Linked DNA regions of Astyanax mexicanus: region 1 is linked to region 2. The links are chromatin contacts, called in public Hi-C maps. All regions are on one chromosome and are shown on one strand. The core of a region is the stretch at or near the end of the contact, and the rest is flanking DNA. Distances in the headings are between cores, read along the strand shown. Region 1 holds the start of zmiz1a (zinc finger, MIZ-type containing 1a). Region 2 overlaps zmiz1a (zinc finger, MIZ-type containing 1a).

Region 1 (2,700 bases), core at 76-2,575, 130 kb after region 2:
AACAGAGCAAAAACAATAACCCAGCCACAAAGTGATAAAATAACCGAAATAACCCTATTAACACTAAAAGGTTAATAATTGGAGCAAATTCTTTTTAAATACTTGTGACTTGACTTAACATAGGACATAACTAAACCTCTCCAGCCTTCTCCATCTCCTGCAGAAACAGCGGTCAACTCTAGCTGCCTCAGCGGCGGAGCAACGCTCTGAGCCCGGGAAGCCCAACTTCTGTCTCCCCGCTGCCTCACGGAGCGATGCTGGGCTACTGCAGACTCGCCACATGCCCTCTTCTTCCACATTTCTTCAGCGTGGGCTGGCTTTTAAATGCTGGGTTAACTTAACTTAGCCAGTTATCAGTCTGTGGAAGCATAAATAAACTTAACTATAGCTGTTAGTGTAAGTTTTTGGAGGTAAATAAAGCTAGCTCCGATAGGTTAAGTGAGTCGTTGTTTATTAAGGTTATAAAGCTACCGAACACGCTGCTGCTGCTTTAACGCCAAGGCTCTTCCCAGCTTTTCTACGGCGCCGAGCGGTAACAGCCGAGCGCGTTCAGCGCCTGACAGGGAGCGGGGACGGCGAACAATGAATGCCAGACCACGAAACGTGCTCAAAATGCGGGCACGGGGAGTAAGTGCTCGGGTTGCTCGGAATATCGCGCTGGGAACCGTAACCCACACACACACAGGCAGAGCAAATCCCCAGAAAATACACACACACTCATACATACATAGGTAATATACATACACACTCGTCCTGAACCGCGCGAGAGCCGTTGTTCTACCTCCCAGCCGGGGTGAAGCCCGAAAAGCCCCTCGTTTCCAGCCCGAGCTCTCCGCTGAGCCGCTCGCTCGCGCGCGCGCTACTTGGCTGTTTCTTCTTTAGTAGCGGAGTGACTGCTCCATTGTTAGCTTGCCGAGGTCGGAGAGAGAGAGAGCTATGTTAGCTAGCGCCCAGGCTACAAACATGTTCAATGCAAACCTCCGCGAGCTCGCGCGCGCGCGCACACACACACACACACACACACACACACTCACTCACTCACATACACACACAAAGCTCTCCAAGCTCTCCAGCCATGAGGAAGAAGAAGGAAGGAAAAGGGGATTCAGAACTTACTTTCAGATCCAGTCAAAAAGCACGGCGCCGGAAAACCCGAACAAAAAATCCTCGTGCCTGACTGAAGAAGGCGCGTGCTATTTCTCTCCTTTCTACTTCGCAAACACTAGCTAACTAGTAAATATGGGGGGGAAGCAGCGCACAGCGTTTGGCCAGAGTGTGAGACTGCCTGAATCAACTAACGTAGTGCACGGCAAGTTGAAGTGTCAAATTACATCGGCTATTCTATTACCACAGAGCCATGCTGCCGGCTGCTGACAAAACGCGTCCTGGAATCCCGAGCAGCGCGTACCGGCTACAGCCTGCCTCCCCGGACCAGCGGAGCGGATTTACACGCTCGCGCGCTCACAACGCTTTGGGAGATTACACTGTAATATGCATACATACATAATATAGTTAAACAATGATAAACAGTGATAGACCAGCATACAAAAATACATTAGATGATGTGCACATATCCATTGTTTTAACTGAACAATATTTTTTTTTTCAATCTTCTCAATCTTTTTTAATTTTCATCTTCTTATGTTTTGGTCAAATTGCAGCTAGCAGCATTTTTTATTTTTTTTTGGGGGGGGGTAATGTTTTTGTTTTCGATGTGATCACATTAGGTTGTAAACATATATAATGGGGTGCCCAGTGGTCCAGCGGCCTGAGCGCTGCCACTATGATCAGAAGATCGCCAATTCGAAGCCTGTTTATGTAGCTTGCTAAGATTCGAGTTGCTGCGTTGTCTGTTGCTGTGATGCTACTCAATTCTGCATCAGCAGCAGTTCGAAAAAAGTCGGTGGCTGAATTCACATGTATCTGAGTAGGCATGTGCTAGTCTTCACACTCTTGGAGTTAAGGCATCACTAGTGATAGGGGAAGTCCTGATGAGTTGGTTGGGTAATTGGCTGTGTAAATTGAAGACAAAAATATTATGAATGAAGTTATGAATATGAAACTGAAAATCAAAATTAAAATAAACGGGGTAATATTCTTAATTTTTTTCTTTTTTTTATGATGACCAAAGACCAAAAAAACATCAAATAAAAGATTAAACCTTTAAATCTTCTTATGTTTTGGTCAAATTGCAGCTAGCAGTGTAAAAACAAGAAAAGTAAAACTTAACATCTCATTCATCATATTTTGTACCATTACATGTAGGCCTATCATAACTAAAATAGAGACTAATTTTAATAATAATCGATCATCTGTGCTGAAAGATGTTTTTTCACATTTAGGAAATATTTTATGTAATTACGTTAGGTGGTAAATGTATTATAAGGTAAGAGGGATTAGCTATAGTAATCGATTATACAGTATGTGCCTGGAGACATGTTTCACATTTGCAATAAAAGGGGGGAAAACGCGAATATTTTTTTTTTATGTAATTAACTATATTTTGTTGTATCATAACTTGTTTAATAAACTAAAACTGATTATAGAGTAAGAGTGATTAGTTATTATATTGTTCTAATTATATAATAATCTATATTGAGATGTATTTGACAGTTGCAAAAAAAAGAGAAAATAGAACATATCTATTTTTTTTCTTCTTTTTTTTTCTCGTCACACACGCCATGATCGTACAGCAGCGAA
Region 2 (2,700 bases), core at 104-2,603:
AAATAAGACACGACTTAAAAAGGATAAGTTTCTTTGATTTTGCCTAATTAAAAAACCTCTGGAATATAATCAAGAGGAAGATAGATGATCGCAAGTAATAAAACCAAGCTAAACTGCTCGAATTTTGCAATCAGGAGTGGCATAAAGTTCTCCAAAAGCAGTGTGTAAGACTGGTGGAGGAGAACATGCCAATATGCATGAAAACTGATTAAAAACCAGAGTTATTTCACCAAATATTGATTTCTAAATTATGATTCTCAACTCTTATTGACTTCTAAACTTTATGAATATGAACTTGTTTTCTTTGCATTATTTGAGGTCTGAAACCTCTTTTTTGTTATTTCAGCCATTTCTCATTTTCTGCAAATAATGCTCTAAATGACAACATTTTTATTTGGAATTTGGGAGAAATATTGTCTGTAGTTTATAGATGGCACAAACATGTTCATTTTACTCATTTTTTAACATATAAATAGATAAACTAAAAATCAGATAAACTAATTCAGAAACTGAAGCAGTCTCAATTTTTTTTCAGAAATGCATCCGACACCAAAACAATGGCATATATTTATCAAGTAAGAATCCTAATTCAGGCTCAGTTAAAGTTTACTGATTTCTATTAGAAAAAAATGTGTTAAACCAGTGAGGATATCTACTGGATGTAGAGTACTGGTCATTAAATTGATAGATTTCTGCAGAGAATATGCAGAAAGTGTGATTGCAGAGAGTGAATGGGGCCTTTCAGGCTACCTTAATACAGTCATTTGGAGAAAAAAAACTATACATTTTTAAAAATATTAATCCAACAATTAAAAAATTATGCACTTAAATCTTTGTATTTGCATCTTTTAACCCCTATTTTGTGCATAATACATTAAACATTTAATACAGAAAAACAGTTCTGAACTTTCTATATCATGTTGTGCACTGTACATGTTGCACCACTTTATAGTCCAGTAAAATGCCTATAATAAAGCTGAACTGAACTGAAAGTCTGTGTACGAAGCTGTGAACTAGACATGATGAATACAGTTTAGGGTGGGACGGGGCAGGAACTGTTTGCAAGCAATTGCCTTCAGAAAAGCCTCTCGACTCACAAGCAGAGGCTGCATCCCATCAGTGTGTCTATTACATGGTGTTAAAGGTATCATGCCTTACATTCAAGGTTATCAATTTTGCCTCGCCGGCTGATTTACAGCCACATTCAGCGAGGGATAAATCCAGGGTCCCGGGTCGGCCTGTAACTCATGCACCGGGGGGGTGCGGTCACGTGTCCCGATTAATAGGTGCTGAGCAGAGGGAGGCAGGGCTCCATTCTTCATCTGCTCAATTTATCGCCATCACTCTCACAAATTCCTCCACCCAAACAGCCAGAGAAATCCCCCAGCATGCGCCGGCCGCGTCCGCCCGCTGCCTCAGCCTGATAAAGCCGGCTTCCCGCACCTCCGCCGGCAGACTGACAGTGAGGAGCGGCTGCCATGCACGCGATTTGGGCGCTGGAACACATTGCATTTGGGGTTCTTACGGAGAAAGCGCTCTGAGCGTCCTGACATGCTCATTAATGAAGCACTAGACGTATAAGGTAACAGGGGATGACAAGCATGCAGTTGCTGGCGCTTTAATAGTCTAGTAGGTCACACAAAAGAAAAATAAACTGTGGGTTTATTCTAGGAGGCACAGTGCTCGGTTTGGCTCTGGTAAATTAAGCTGACTTAACCTAAAAGACGCTGCTGGAAGCTGGAGGCTAGCCGCCACTTTAACTCCTTAACCCTCAGGCTTCTTGTTGAGGTGGTGGTCTTTAAGGAATATTAAGGTATTTGTAGCTGACATAACATGACTACATTAGTCCTTTATAAAGGCTTATATCAATAAGTATCAGCTGTAAAAACTGTAATTTACTGGAGTGAAACTGGATCAATTTTGACAAACGTAGCCTTTATGACCACAGTCGCTTTACTAGAATAAACCTTTATTATTGTCCATGTTTAAATAAGTTTACATAGGTTGATGTGAGCTGTTATTATAAGACACACTTATGCATCACGATAATTATATTACATTACATATTAATTCATCTTACAACACTGTGGACATAACCTCAAGAATGTTTACTGACCTGAATATTATCTATTATATATTTGTTAGCAACAGTTTTGTAAGTTTATTAACATTTATGAGCTGGTACATCAACTTTGTTTTAAAACAGTGGTTTTAATTTTTTTTCCCCCAATTCCAGTGTCTCGAGGACCTTAAATATTAAAAGTTACACTCTTTAAAATGGTGTAATTACTTTTTTTTTTGTGTGTGTGTTTGGTATATTGTTCCAGAAATCATGGTGAAAAACGATATTACTGTCATTTAAATATAATTAATTACAATGAAATGTCACATGTGACATAATAATGATAATAGAATAGCATTACAAAGTAATTGTATTTGGTAAATATATACTTTTTTTTTCTTTACCTACTGCAGTCACTGCACACTGTGTATATGGAGTCACAGTTTGAATAATTGAATAATTGGTCATTGCATGACTGGTTATGGTTATATTTGTGAAGAAACAAATTACAAATACAAATCAACACAATAGAATATATCACAATCATCAATTACATAATTATTATAACAGGCCTACGTATGATTATATTATTAGAATTAGTATAAATAGCATAAAATGATCCTAAAATTACAATATCA

Evidence for each region. Hi-C and Micro-C count contacts between places; a contact is called where the count stands out from the background.
Region 1: a Hi-C map of muscle shows a contact between it and region 2, with 11 times the contacts expected there. The contact joins the promoter of zmiz1a here to the enhancer-like site in region 2. A contact is called at or near these places in 2 of 3 Hi-C or Micro-C datasets (both in muscle).

What each region holds. Positions count from the first base shown.
Region 1 is chr7:33,732,565-33,735,264 of AstMex3_surface, forward strand. zmiz1a (zinc finger, MIZ-type containing 1a) reads right to left here and starts at 1,326. Exons shown (of 24, transcript XM_049481286.1): 1 at 1,117-1,326.
Region 2 is chr7:33,598,783-33,601,482 of AstMex3_surface, forward strand. The region is part of intron 2 of zmiz1a (zinc finger, MIZ-type containing 1a); the gene reads right to left. Among protein-coding and RNA genes, the nearest start is that of ppifa, 73 kb to the left of the region's middle. Within about 2 kb of position 1,354, the one cell type or tissue checked has an H3K27ac peak away from gene starts, as active enhancers do.